Linked DNA regions of Sus scrofa: region 1 is linked to region 2. The links are chromatin contacts, called in public Hi-C maps. All regions are on one chromosome and are shown on one strand. Each heading gives the region's core, a stretch centred on a gene start, on an enhancer-like site or on the middle of the called end of the contact. The rest is flanking DNA. Distances are from core to core; before and after follow the strand shown. Region 1 overlaps MORC2 (MORC family CW-type zinc finger protein 2). Region 2 holds the start of SMTN (smoothelin).

The links. A called contact is a pair of places that touch in the nucleus more often than the background predicts.
Region 1: a Hi-C map of embryonic fibroblasts shows a contact between it and region 2, with 2.5 times the contacts expected there. The contact joins the enhancer-like site here to the promoter of SMTN in region 2. A contact is called at or near these places in 12 of 47 Hi-C or Micro-C datasets (alveolar macrophages, brain, embryonic fibroblasts and 6 more) and 2 of 2 datasets of contacts at active chromatin or transcription factors (alveolar macrophages and skeletal muscle).

What each region holds. Positions count from the first base shown.
Region 1 is chr14:47,770,200-47,777,336 of Sscrofa11.1, forward strand. MORC2 (MORC family CW-type zinc finger protein 2) reads right to left here. Exons shown (of 26, transcript XM_005670853.3): 6 at 6,336-6,444; 7 at 2,127-2,286; 8 at 1,896-2,007; 9 at 1,309-1,434; 10 at 684-763. Among named protein-coding and RNA genes, the nearest start is that of MORC2, 27 kb to the right of the region's middle. Within about 2 kb of position 2,677, at least 4 of the 83 cell types and tissues checked have an H3K27ac peak or open chromatin away from gene starts, as enhancers often do. A contact at or near this core is called in embryonic fibroblasts, where this site is marked.
Region 2 is chr14:47,873,364-47,880,794 of Sscrofa11.1, forward strand. SMTN (smoothelin) reads left to right here and starts at 5,954. Exons shown (of 23, transcript NM_001244360.1): 1 at 5,954-6,091.

The sequences.
Region 1 (7,137 bases), core at 1,427-3,926, 110 kb before region 2:
CATTGCTGAGGCTGTGGTGTAGGCTGGTAGCTATAGCTCCGACTGGAACCCTAGCCTAGGAAACTTCATATGCCACAGGTGTGGCCCTAAAAAGCAAAAAAAAAAAAAAAAAAACTCAAAGGAGCAAAACTCAGTCATCCCTCCTGGACCCCAGGGAACAGTCCCCAGTGAGCAAGACATGTATTCAGTAGGGGGGGGGGGGGGCACGCTGGAAGAGCAGCCACCCTGCTTGGAAAGCCCCAAGGAAAACAGACAGGCTGTTCAAACTTTACAAATGAATCAGAACAGATCAAAAACTGCCTAAGGCAACCAGAGATTCTCCTCAGGCAGCCAAGATTTGTCAGCATGAGAGACCTTGAGATTCTTGCCCTGGGGTCAAGAAAACCAATTTCACAAGTATTTGTGCCAGAGGACAGTGTGGGAGTCTTCAGAGAGACAGACTTTGCTTTAGATAAGAGCCTATAAATGGCTGGAGGAGTCTGGGGAGAAAAACTGCTGAGGGGACTGGAACTCAGAGGGAGGGGTGCAAGGGAATTGGATCAAACTTCCATATGAAGTTTCTATACCCCTGCATGCTGGATGGAGCTCTGGCCTGGATCCTGCTTTTGCCACAAGCGATGTTCCCCAGATGACCCCCCCCACCCCCACCCCCGCCAAGCCCTCCTGCCCAGGGGGATTATTACCAATCCGTGCCACGTGCTCAGCTTTCTTCACCTCCTGCTCTGCACGTGTCTTGAACCGGCTTGACGTGTACTTGTACATCCTGGGGGTTGGGGTGGGGGGAAGTAACCTGAGCAGCAGGGAGGCATGGTAGCAACTGTTCTGGCCCTTCTTGATGACTCAAAGACAAGCTTACTTTAGCAAAAAGACTCAAATCCCTAATCCACTTGCCCCTTGCCTCCTGCTCCACCTCTGAAAAGCAACTTCACTACTCACCCGGTGTGTTATTGATCCCACAGTAGAAACCAACCTCAGCAACCAGCCAGTGCCCCTGCTTTCCTGGGTGGTGTCTAAAGATCCCCTGGCCGTGCAGCTGAGAGACTCAGACAGCTCACTGTGCCAGGCTGGGACCCTCCATCTCACAGGAGGCAAACTGAACAAGCCTCAGCAGCCAACCTCCATAGCCATCAGCCACCTCCATCCCTCCCGCAGACCCACTAGTTTGTCCATAGTAAATCACAAACAACTTAAAGGTGCAAAAGCAGTCAACATTGTTGGAGACTCTTATCTGTCATCACTCCAACTCTGCCCCCGAGACAAGCAGCCAGGGCCTATCCTTGCTTGGCCCAAGGGAAACAGAAGGCCTACCTGGGCTTGTACAAGCAGCAGGAGAGCCTCTTGGTCTGGACCTTGTGCCCGTGGATGAAGATCCTCATCCGGGGATCAATGTAGAGCACGGCAGCATAGGCACGGAAGGAGCGGCGCTCTGGCTTCCTGGGGCGGCGGGGAGAGGTGCTGTGGCCCGCCCCACCACTGGCCCAACCAAGGGTCCAGTTGGACCGCCTCTCTGCAGGCCCTCCACCTTTCCATCTCCCACCTTGGCTTCCCTTGCTGCCCTGAGGGGTGCTTCCTCTGTGTGGGCACCATACCCTACCTCCTCATGTCCCCGGTAAAGACACCAGACCTGGTCCCACAGCTGCCCCACCAGACCTGAGAATCCCTCCTCTGGCTCCAGGCCTCACTCTCCTCCTCTGTTTACTTAAGGGGCTGAGGCAAGGGCTCATGAGTCTTTCCATCTGGATTAGCTGAGGACCTGCTATCCTTCCATTCATCCCTTCTGCTTTGTGGCACGAAGAGTGGGGTTCTCAGCTTCACCAACTGAGGAATTCAGGGAACCAGCTTGCCCCTCTGTCCCTCAAGTCACCTCCCTTTTCTCCGCTCCCAGCTACACTCACGTGCCCTCCGGGGAGGTCTCTGCCATCTGGATATCTCTTGGATTTGAGATTATGTCTAGCTCTGGCTCTCCGTTATCCATGAGTTTGAGGTTGAAGATGATGACCAGCGTTCCTAAAACATCAAACAAAAATCATGCTTTCGTTCTTCCAGGTACCCCCAGCCAATCCCCATACCATTCATGGCTCTGGAGTGCCCAGATTCTAGGTCTGCGGGATAAAAAGCCTCCTTACCGCTGTCCCCAGGAATCTTCATGAACTGAGCCATCACTTCCTCTTCATTGCGGAAGGGAGAGTACTTGTAGATGAGTTCTGTCTCAATGGCAAACTTCTCCACGTTGTCTGTGACAGGTTCCCGGGTCCGAGCATTCCAGGTAGGCAATGGGACTATCACCTTTGGAGGAAGCACAGGCAGATGCTTTGAAGGAGGCCCCAGAACAGCCTTCCCCAAAATGTGCATCCATCCTGTCCCTCCCCACAGTGGCTCCACACTGCCCCAGAGGCTCTATGGCTTCCACCCCTTCCCAAGAGTCAACCTCAGATGGCTAGGTCCTCTGAAGTATGCTAGGTTTTGGCCTGGAAATCTCTGCATGAGCAGTTTCCTGCTTGGGATGCCCCTGGTCATTTTCCCAATTTGGTAATAATTCTACTCTCCCACTAAGGAAAATATATTTGCAATTATCTAGTGAATCTGAAGACACACACGAACATAACTTATGACTCAGCTATTCCACTCCCAAGTATATATTCCAGGAGAAACTTGCACATACTTACCGACAAACATGTAAGAATACAAATACCCATGACAGAGTGGAAAAATTAAACTATTAGTGTAGGTATTACAATGCAACACTGTGCAGTGATGAAAATGAACAAAATAAGAGCCATTAGCATCCACACAAATGACTCTCACAATATTTCATGAAAGCAGCCAGATTTAAAAAAAAAAAATCCCTCAAGATTTCCTGTTGTGGCTCAGTGGAAATAAATGTGACTAGCATCAGTGAGGACATAGGTTTGATATCAGACTTTGCTCAGTGGGTAAGGATCTGGCATTGCCGTGAACTGTGATGTAGGTCGCTGATGGGCTCAGACCTGGTGTTGCTGTGACTGTGGCACAGGCTAGCAGCTCAGCTCTGATTCGACCCCTGGCCTGGGAACCTCCATACCTCGGGTGGGCGCCCACCCCCACCCCCGAGAAGAAAATAAATTAAAAAAAAAATTAAAAATTAAAAAATAAAATCCGGAGTTCCCGTCGTGGCGCAGTGGTTAACGAATCCAACTAGGAACCATGAGGTTGCAGGTTCGATCCCTGCCCTTGCTCAGTGGGTTAAGAATCCAGCGTTGCCGTGAGCTGTGGTGTAGGTTGCAGACGAGGCTCGGATCCCCCGTTACTGTGGCTCTGGCGTAGGCCGGTGGCTACAGTTCTGATTCAACCCCTAGCCTGGGAACCTCCATATGCCGTGGGAGCGGCTCAAGAAAAGGCAAAAAGACAAAAAAAAAAAAGCCCACACATGAGTCCATTTACATAAAATTCTTAAGTAGGCAAAACTAAACTACTCAAGAACGCATACACGAATCACACAAATATAAAGAAAAACAAGGAAACGGTCATCATCAAGGAGGTTCCCTCGGAGGTGCAGCGAGGAATACAACTAGTGGCTACATGGATGTTTGCTTTATATTCGCTCAACTGTACAGATTATAATATCCTCTCCCATATATATGAAATTTAATCTTATGTCTAAGTAAACTTTTAAAAAATCCTACCCATTCTTCAAAAACCCCACCTTAAAGGCCACTTCCTCAGAGGCCCCACTTGCACCCCTCCCCTCCCCCACTCGTGGCCTGGGAGTCCCTCTGCAGAGCAAACCAGCCCAGGCACCTCAGAGGTTTCACAACAGGCAGCCCACCCTAAGGAAAAGGAGACTCTATTTTAACAGGTGCTGGAGTGATAAACGCTCCAAGCATTCTGAGACACTTCCCTGGTTTCTAAGAAGCTTTGTGCCTATAGTATTTGGCCCTGGGGTTAGTTTGGATACATTCCTATCCAGCAGAAAATGATCTTATTTTGAAATCTTGGCTGGGTTCACACTAGAGTACAATCCAAAACAGTGACCTTCTAGCACCAAGTAAGGAAAAAATTTCAACCTAGCTTTTTCACCAGGGGAATTGAGTTCCATTTGTGTTCTATAAATGTGTGCCTCACGCTACACCTCCTGTTCTCCATAGCAGTTCCAGGTGACAATGGCACCACTTCAACCTGTGGGCATGCATTTCATCTGGCAGCACCCCGCCAGGGGGCACTTCTTTACTTTCATTGTTACTGCTCCCCTTGTTTACCTCCCACCCTTCTGGCCAGGCCACCTCCTTTGGTGCTTCCCCACCTCGCCAGCCTTTACATGTGGGCACCCAAAACCCTAGGACCCTTTCTCACCCCACATGCTCTTTTAGGAGAGTCCATTTGCTACAAAGAACCCCCAGGTCCCCAAGCCTTCCCCCAGCTCCAGACCCAGCCTTAACTTTATGTTTTCAGGGCCAAAGTTACATACTTCCCCTCCAAACTAGCCCCTTTTCCATTCTCCCCAGGTCCAGATGGGCTGCTTACCCCACCTGCCATCCCAAAACCTCAGTCATCTAAGACCCCTCCCTTCCCCTCTTCACTGACTAAACACCAAACCTGTGGTCCCAAGAGGTGAAGGCCACTCCTGTTCCTCTCACTCCCAGCTGCACATCAGGCCAGGCCACACACAGCATACATCCCCCACCCAACCTTTCCAATCCAACCACTGCACAAGAACCAAACTGATCTTTTTCAAAGAGAATCTGATAATGCCACACCCTTGTTTAATCTCTTTAGTAGCTGCTTTCAATAAAATCCCTCACCACCACCCCCCCACCCCCGCAGCCCTGAGCCCAAGCCTGACCTGACCTGCCTTTCCTGATCTACAGAGGACACCACCTCTCATCAGGTTGCCCCTGTGCCCAAGTCCTTCCCCACAGCCCCCACCAGCTCTCATGGCCATTTCTAATAATGTCCACCCCTCCTCTCACTACCCTAGGTCCATCAGGAAACATTTCTGAAAACCCAGGCAGGGACTAAATCTTCCTGCCCCCTTTCCCGGGAGACCGTCTGGCTGGAGCACTTCTCTCACTCTACCAAAAAGGCAAGCAAATCCACCTGCTTACCAAGTAAAGACGGCAGAAAGAAAGGTTTTCATTCCCAACATGAACTGATCTGCTAAGAATGCACATCTAAACAAGGCCAGCACCAGTTTACTTTTCTTTTCTTTCTTTTTTCTTTTTACAGTCACACCTGAGGCATATAGGAAGTTCCCAAGCTAGGGTGAATCAGAGCTTGCAGCTTCAGCCTACACTACAGTTATAGAAAAACTGGATCTGAGCTACATCTGCAACCTATGCCATAGCGTGCAGCAACACTGGATCCTCAACCCACTGAGCGAGGCCAGGGATTGAACCTGCAACCTCTGATACTAGTCATGTTTTTAACCTGCTGAACCACAATGAGAACTCCAGGCCAGTACCAATTTAATTGCAGCCAAACAACGCAGACGAATTAGATTGAAACTTTAACCCCACTTCACCCATTTAACAAGACAGCTGTGATTTCTTCCTGCAGATCCTCTCAACCTCTCTCGCAAGCTCTGGCCTCCATTTCACTCACATGAAAGGAGCTAAGAGTCCTCTCTGAGGCTGGGCAGACCAAGGCCTTCCCTGATCCCCCATGAGGAGGCACAGACCTCACCAGACCAGCTCTGTAGATATGAGCCACCAGGCCCAAAGAGAATCAATCAGTTGCGTATGTGTTTAGCTCACATAATTAATAAAGGTTTCAAAATCAAAATATTCTAGAGTCATTAGGCTGTCCTTCCAGAATAATAATGGTTAGTTGGGGCTGCCGCTTGGTGAAGAATTTACATGGGTTTTTCCACCTACTTTACTACCTGCCCAGGCCTTGTAGGTATCAGACTCCAACAGCAAAACATGCTCCCGGCATGTTCCACAAAATCACCATCATATGGGAAAGATAGTGCTGTTCCTATTATTATCACCAGATGCGTCTCCCCCCAAAGTCAGGGAAGCCCCCAATACTCCCCCTGATAGAATAGCCCTCCATCGACTCCCCGACTGAATTCAAGCTGCAGATCCAGGAGAGCTACAAATCCAACCTTGGCTCCTGCCACTTGATAGCCTCACTCTCACAACCAGGACAGCAATTCTCTGAAGCTGTGAGATTTTACCTCCTCTCACATTAAGATGCCTGCCTTAACCCCTCAACCAATTCCTCCAACCTACAGCTAATACTGCAACAGGTAGCATGGCTGCAGTCCTGCAACCCCATTATTGGATTTTCCAAGCATACAAATGACCTATGAAAAGGACCTGGCACAACCAGGAAGTGAGCACAAGGATAGGACCTACTTCATCAATGCCTTCCTCCTCATGAAAGGTTCGAGACAAGAAGAGGCAGGTCATAGTGTCTTCCTTCTTGGTGAAAAGGATAAAATCCTTCCCAATGCGCATTGAGCCCCTGAAAGGGAAGCAGAAATGGGTTATTCTCCCAGGGATTCAAAAACTCATCTGGAAAGGGAGCAAATCCACCCTCTGAACGTGGTAAAACTGACCTAAAGGCCTCCCAGGTCCCACAACCCTTGCTCCCTCTCCTCCCCTCCTCCTCCTGCTCTTCCATTGGCCTCAGTCTTTGCTTACCACATTCTTGACCACATGTACCCACCATTCAGGGCTCTCTCACCACCGAGCATCAGCCCCAGGTTAGTCTCACCCCAGCCTGCTGGTTCATCCCAGGACATGATGAATAACAATCTAGCAACACCTTCAACACGTCACCTTCCATCTTGAGCACACCCAGTCTCATCCTGTCCTTCCTTCACTGACACAAACTCCCCTTGCATCCACCCAGGAAACGGCAGCACCATCAAGGGTATGGCCCACTGCCTATGCTCACCAGTCCTCAAAGAAACAGGATGACCCTAAGCCTCAGCCAAACACTGGGCTAAGCAGACAAAATACCACTCCTGGTTACAGTTCCAAGAAACCTACGCCTGGTCATACACTGTAATCACAGCCATCGTGTGGCTCAGAGCTATTCTGCCATCTCAACTCAGCATGCCACAGGTCCCTGCTTTAAGATGCAACTGGTTTCTGAGAAATGTGTGTTGAAGTTGACTTCTACAAGGCAAAAGTCTGAATGGAATCACTGCTC
Region 2 (7,431 bases), core at 4,704-7,203:
CCCTCAATACAAGTTCCCATAGTGCCACGTGTCTCTTCACAGAGCTGACCCTAATCTGTACTGACAACATTCTCTTCTAGAAAGCAAGTGTGAGAGAAGAGGAGAACCCCTCATCTTGGGAGCTGTTGTGAGAACTGAATGAGGGAATGCACAGTGTAAAAGCAGGATGTAAATGACTTACTCCAGGGTGGGCTTAATAGCTGACAGGTGGTATTAGTATCATGTTAACCAAACCTCCACTTTACAGAGGAGAAAACAGAATGTCAGGCAGGTGATGAGACTTGCCAAAGCCACACAGCTTAGAAACAGTGATGTCACCAGCATACTCAGGTTTGTCTGATTCCAAAAGCCAAGGTCTTGCCCTCTCTAGAGTCCTGGGTTTGAATCACCCTTTGCAGCCACATGACATCAGCCAAATCCCTTTTCTCTCTGGGTCTCATTTTTTTCATGATCTAAATAAATGACAATCTGCCTATAATGCCTCGTGAATTTTCCTCAAGTGGGAAAGTATGTGGAAAGTGCTTAGCACAGTGCCCAGGACATGTGTGTGCTCAGCAGTTAGAGGCTGCTATAACCATCAGGGGCAAGCGACCTAACTCTGTGCCTTGGTTTCTCCACCCATCAAATAGACCTAATAACAGTCTTATCTCCTTGGGGTGGTTGTGAGGAATAAAGGAGTTACTGTGAGCTAAACTTAGCACAACACCTAGCACATGTATGCACTTCATAACACTTGCTATTATTTAAAAAATTTGGAAACTTGTTTTAGGCCAGTATGAGATGATGGGGGATCCCAGCCCCCCACTGGCTGCATGCAGCTCCAGGCATTGCCTTTGCTACAATTCAGCTATTATTAGGCCCAGTGTCCTCATCTCAAATCCAGATGGCAAGCTAGAAGGGTGGGCAGGGCTGGGCCTGGCTGGTGGATGGCTGGGAACACTGCTGGGAGGCTGGTTCGGGTTTGGGCCCCACCCGCCTGCCCTCCCTCGCCTGCAGCCGGTCCAGCCGCCACGTCTACACTTGGCTCTGAGGTCTGCACTGAACACTCCCTCCCACCGTGGCCGCCTCCTCTGGGAAGGTTCAGAGCATTTCCGCAGCTTCAGCACTTCTCTGCCCGCCCCAGGGAGGCCAGGCCTGCGTGGAAACTATGAATTGGACACTGCTTGCCTCTGGAGCCTGCAAAGGGGCCATCCACCTTCCTACCTAGAGGTCTTCATGCCTCCAATGAGGCCTTTTGGGTCCACCAAGGGGAAAGAGTCTACACAACTGGGTTCAAATCCCAGGCCCTATCACCAACATTCAGTGTCAGCTGGGACAAGGGACTTCTCTCTGAGTCTCAGTTTCTTTATCTGTAAAATGGATATAATCTTAGTACCTACCTCTCACATGGCTGTGGTGATGATTAAATGAGTGAATGGCATATAGTACGGGACTTGATATGTGCCAGTTAATGTTATTTCATGAGTGTTTCAGGCCCTGAGGGGAAACAAGGGTTCTGGGAGGCTAAGGATCTGGGGTACAGAATGGCTCCTCCTTCATGTTGCTGTGTGATCCAAAGCCTGTTCCTTGCCCTCTCTGAGGCTTAGATTACCTATTTGGACCACAAGGTGGGCATCTAGGACTCTATGATGCCAAGATTCAGCTGTTGTGCTCACAAGAATTTAAGAAATACCGGGGAGTTCCCACTGTGGTGCAGTGGAAACGAATCTGACTAGTATCCATGAGGACACAGGTTTGATCCCTGGCTTTGCTCAGTGGGTCGGTGACCCGGCATTGCTGTGAGCTGTGGTGTAGGCTGTAGATGCAGCTAGGATCCCCGGTTGCTGTGGCTGTGGCGTAGGCTGGCAGCTGTAGCTCTGATTTGACCCCTAGCCTGGGAACTTCCACATGCTGTGGGTCCGGCCCTAAAAAGCAAAAAAAGAAAAAGAAAAATATGACAAGGCCCCTGTGGGCAGAGATCCCAAATGGTAGATGTGAGGGTACTGTGGTTAAGATCAAGAGTTCACGGAATTCCCATTGTGACTCAGCGGGTTATGAACCCAACATAGTGTACATAAGGATGGAGGTTTGATCCCTGGCCTCGCTCAGTGGGTTAAGGATCTGGCATTGCCATAAGCTGTGATGTAGGTTGCACATGTGGCTCGGATCCTGTGTTGCTGTGGCTGTGGTGTAGACCTGCAACCGTAGCTCCAATTTGACCCCTAGCCTGGGAACTTCCATATGCTACAGGTGCCTCCCTAAAAAGAAAATGATTAAAAAAAGAGTTCTGATCCTGTGTCAGGTGCTGGCGTGGCTTGGCCTTGCTGAGCCTGTCCCCTCTTCTGTATAATGATGGTTCTACCTCACAAGGTTCAAGCTGTGAGGTTCACCATAGTAACAACACTGCCACTCATATATAAGTAATCTGGAGCCAGATTCCAACCCAAGTGGCACAATTATATAGGGCCCCTGCTAGGCATCCAGAAACCCCTGGACGTCACAAGAGGTCCAGGCGAGCCCATCAGGAACCCTCTCCTTTCTCCATGAGGCTGGTCTCCTGGGGTTCATCATGGCCCAGTGGGCCTCTCAGACTCCTTCTCCTCCCCAGGGCCTACTTGCCTCCAAGTTTCCTTCACTATAGAGTCACTCCTTCCCATCCCTCAGTGCCTAGGGCCAGGCCTCCTCCTCAAGACCGGAAGTTTATCTGGCACTGTTTTTCAGAGAACACAGCAGCTGGATAACATTGTGGAGGAGAGAGCCTTGCCAAACTGGTTTGCCAAACAGGTCCCAGGCTCCACTCCTGGGGCTGCTGGCCATGACCTTGGGGGCCTCCAGTTCCGCCCATGAGAAAGAGGGTGACAGCCTCAGATCCAGCCAAGTCCAGCAAGGATCAGTTCTCCTCCAGTGTCCACATGCTCCAGCCTCACCTGCCTGCTCACTTTTTCCCAACAAAGTCCTCAGTCCTACCTGCCTGCCTTTGTTCCCATGCTGTACCTTCTCCAGGTGGCCTTTCCCCACTCCTTCCACATGCTAAACAACCTTCTCTACAACCTTCTCTCCCCGACTCTCACTAGGCTATGAGCCCTAACAGCAGGCCCAACTCCAACCCAGGTCTAACCCCTGCATCCCTCCCAGTGCCCAGCAATCTCTAGACTCCTTCATAGGCCCAAGGTCTTGGCCTTGGCTGGCCTCACAGCTACTTGTGAACACATCCCAAAGTGGGGTCTCCCTGAAAGTCTTGGAATTTTATGTTGTCTAGTCTAGGGGGAGATGGCTTAGAAAGCTCAGGCCACAACTTCCCCACAGTGCAGCTGAGGAAACCGAGGCTCCAAGGGAACCAACTTTGCCTGGGTGGGAGCTAGCCCTGAGACCTATCACTCCTCTTTCCTTCTGACCCCAAGCCTGGGCTTTCTCTGCAGAACCCCAGCTGGGAGGAGGGGAAGCCAGGAAGGTTCAGGGATCTGGCACTGCCAGCTTGGTAAAGTATTTATTCCCAGACTCAGAGACTGGAGCAAAATATTACCCTTGGCCCCTGAGCTGCTACAGCCACTCCCCACTCTGCCAGTCCAGAGTTGGACCTGGAGAAATCTAGACCTTTCTATTATAGCCCCTTGCCTTGGGAGGGCCTGAAGTGAAGAACTCCGAGCCCCTCATTTTATAGATGGACAGACTGAGGCCCAGGCCTCCTCAGTGCCCATAAGACATGCTCACTCTGTTCATTTGGTATTCAGGGAGTTTCACAGATGGGAGGACTTCCATCCCCACTTCCTGTTCCATCCATAGCCCATCTCCTCTCCTTTGCCCACTTACAAACCTCCCAGCCTTTACTCACACTGTTCCTCTGCCACAAAAACCCTTTCATGTCTTTCCCCCTCTTCTCTGTGGGATGGCTTTCTTTGCACCCTTCCTCAAGGACCAGTTTGCTTATCACTTCCTCTAAGAAGTCTTCCAGGATTCCCTCCATCCTAGAAGCAGCAAGGTGGAGGAAAGGGGCTTTGGCATGGGGCAAAATTCCACTCACGTTTTAATGCCATTACCAGCCCAGGTGCCTTCACCTCCCTGAGCCTCAGCTTCCTCCTCTGGAGAATCTGGGTGATACTTATCTTTCACAGTGTCAATCTGCAATGGGGCAAACCCCGAGTCGGACTTGCAACAGGTGCTCAGTAAACACCAGGACTGTCCTCACAGGATGTTTGTTCCTTCCTGTGATGTGGCTGCAAGCTTCTCCGGCACCTTTGATCTTTGTTTCACCACCATCCCACCCTGCCCCTTTCAGATAGGAGGGGAAGGCCAAAAGGTATGGAGTAGGACCCCAGCCCTGAGGGCTTGACAGAGGGACGGGACCCATGCTTATCTTCAGTACCACCAAGAACCAGTATGTGCTAGTCCCAAGCAGAGTCCTGCGCAGTTCCCCTCCAGCTGTATGGGGGTGGGAGGGAGTGCAGAGCTAGCCAAAGCAGGCCATTCATTGGAGCCATCAGCTGCCACTCAGGTGGCCTAAGTGTGCCCAGCCCCAAGGGGCCATTCAGATGGCCCGCTAGGTTTGAACAGGACCAAGCTGGCTTTGGAAGGCACTGACTCTCCTTCTGGAGAATAGGATGGTATCTAGGTCAAGTAGAGAGGGCCCAGATGGGGTCTGCCCAGAGGAAGGGGACCTTGAACTACAGCTCCTAAATTGGGCTCTGTTTGCTCTTCCTCCTGTGTGACCTTAAGAAGTCTCTTCCCTTGCTTCACCATGGTTTTCTCATGTGTAAAACAGGACTACCTCCAGGACGCAGGGATGAAATAAGATATCACCCTTAAAAGAGTCTCAGGGTGGATACTGGCCCTCCCCCTGGATGGTGGTGAGGTGAGGTGGTGAGTGATCACAGAGAATCTGGACACAGGGTTGAGGGGCTCTGCTGGGGCAACATCCTGAAACGACTTCCTCCACAATCCCACATCATAAAGGTTAAAAGCACAGATTCTAAAATGAAAGGTGCTGGTATAAGTCACAGTTCCACAACCTATTAGTTGTTGTCCTTAACTGTTAAACGGGACAGTTGATAATCCATATATGTGTGTGTACACACCTGGAACATGGCAAGTATGAAATAAATTAGTTGATACTATTACTGTTATTATTTGATAGACAGGACTCCCAGGTTCCAACTCCCTTTGGTTTCCATGGACACCTGTGGGACGTGCCCTGACCTCTAGCACGGAGAATGAAGTGGTTTCCCCAGTGGATCTGAGCTCTTGGGTCCCCTGGCTGACTGCTTGTGCTGTCTTTGGCATGCTGCTCTCTCGGCCTCAATTTCCTCCATTTGTTGAATGAGATTCTGGACTCAATATTACCTATGTAAAACTCCAGCGAGGCAAGGGGCCAACCCCAAGGGTCTTGGAGGGGAGAAGCAGCAATGTAGTTGAGGTCAATGTCTGCTCATATTGTATGGTCTGGGGAAGGGGTGTTGTGTGGTTGATCCTGCTCCACTTGAGGTGGTCCCTGAGGTGCTCCAAAGAAGGGTCAAGTCCCTGATCTGAGAGGGTCCCGACCAGGTGTTCCAAAAGAAAACAGTCTAGGGACTGCGGCCAAGCCCTGCACTGACGCGAGGAGGAGGCGGAGTCAAGGGAGTGGACGGGGTCTCACGAACAAAGAGGAGGGCGGAGAGAGGCTGTCCTGAAGGCTCCGCAAATAGTACGATCCCAGACCACTTAACCCGGCTTTGGGTGCCCTCCCCGACTTTGGTTCAAAGCTGCGTCCTCCTGCCGACGCCCACCGGACCCGCCAAAACCGCGCTAGCAGTGTCCCCAAGACAGCAATCCTCTATAACTCAGGCCCTCGAGGGGCGGGCCCTCACTAGGGGCGTGACCGTCAAAATTGAATCTTTCCAATGGGGCAAGAGGGTGGGCGGGACCCTCCCGATGATTGGCTAGCGCTGCGGCGCGGGGCGGGGCCGGCAGGGCTGCTGGCGCGGCTGGACGGGCGGCGCTTGCAGAATCCCAGGGACGGTTGCTGAGCGGGTCTGGGATCCCGGTCGCGGCGCCTTCCGCCTGACCGCTCCTAGTCCATCTGTTGGATACCAAAAGACCTAACCTGAGCCCGCGCCGGACGGGCGGGCCGGGCTGAGAGGTGAGTGTACGGACCTTCGGGCAGGACCAAGACCCCCGCCAGGTCCGGGGGTGGAACCTGGATATGTGGATTCCCGGGGTTCTGGGACTCCCAGACCTGGGAGACCCCGCTTACACACGGGGTCTCTAAGCCATGGAATAAGGTTCTGAGACCGCGGGGAAGGACGTCCATGGGCCACCAGAAGGCTCCACGACCCCGAGGGGTGCAAGTCTTGGGGCCAGAAACCCTGGGGAAGCGCCCACATTCCCCCAAGTCTCCTCACAATCTTCGGGAACCCCATACTGGGACAGGGAGCCCTGGAACTGGAAAGGAACAGCGACAGGAATCCCTGGCGAGGAAGGGACTTCCTTGGGAGTCCTAGATTATGCATTAGGGACCCCTGCCCCTCAGAAGACTTAAGGGAACTCAAAGTGTCCACAGAACCTAAGCCAGGTGATTGCAGAGTGACGCTCTTGGGAGTTTACACCAGAGTAGGTAGAGAAGAGTTAAGGACCCCAGCAGAGGGAGGCTGCCACCTGTCCTAGCCCACAGGGATGGGAAAAGCAAGCAGTGACTTGAACAGGTAGGGTCTGATGAACCCCAACTGTGTGTACCAGGACCCCCCAAACCCGTTCACCGGATGAAGTGACTCGACCAGTGACTGTGACTGTTCTGGGGAGGGGGAAGAGATGACTGAGGGATGAATCAACAGGAACAGGGGCAATCCTGGGGCCATTTCAGTCACCATACATTAACTGAGCACCTACCATGTGTGTCAGGCTATGAGCTCTCAAATTCCAGAAAGACATTAGCGCTGCGGGAGGAAGGAAAGTGCTGCAGTGGGAGGGTGGGCCAGGATTTAGGGGGCCGTTTTGATAGGCAGTGGTAGGGCAAAAGGGAGTGTCCGGAGCCCCTGAAGGTACTTTGGAAGAGGACTTCAGAAGCTAGAGGTGACCAAGATTAAATCCATTCCCTCTCCTCTGGGTTTTTGGGATCCTCCTTCCCCCATGACAATTCTCTGGCCCTCTCCAGTCCTGTTTGCCTCATCCAGGAGCTGGACGGATCAGTTTCTGAAGGCTCTTCCAGCCGGGGAACTGAATCCTAAGTGTGTGAACTGGCAGGAGCTAGGTTCCTGGACACCTGGCTTCATGAGGTCAGGGCAGTTGGCATCAGGAGGAGGGCAGGAAGGGGAGGAGTGGAAGGGGATGTGCACAGAGGGCCGTCCTCAAGAATTGGAAGACTGAGTGTTACCACCAATGGCTTAAGTTACCAGAGGGAATGAGAGTGGCAAAGGCTGCAAGGGCTCAGAAAGGCTTAGCCTATAGCCAGAGGCAGAGCTTTTGAGGTGAGTAGAGGCTGAG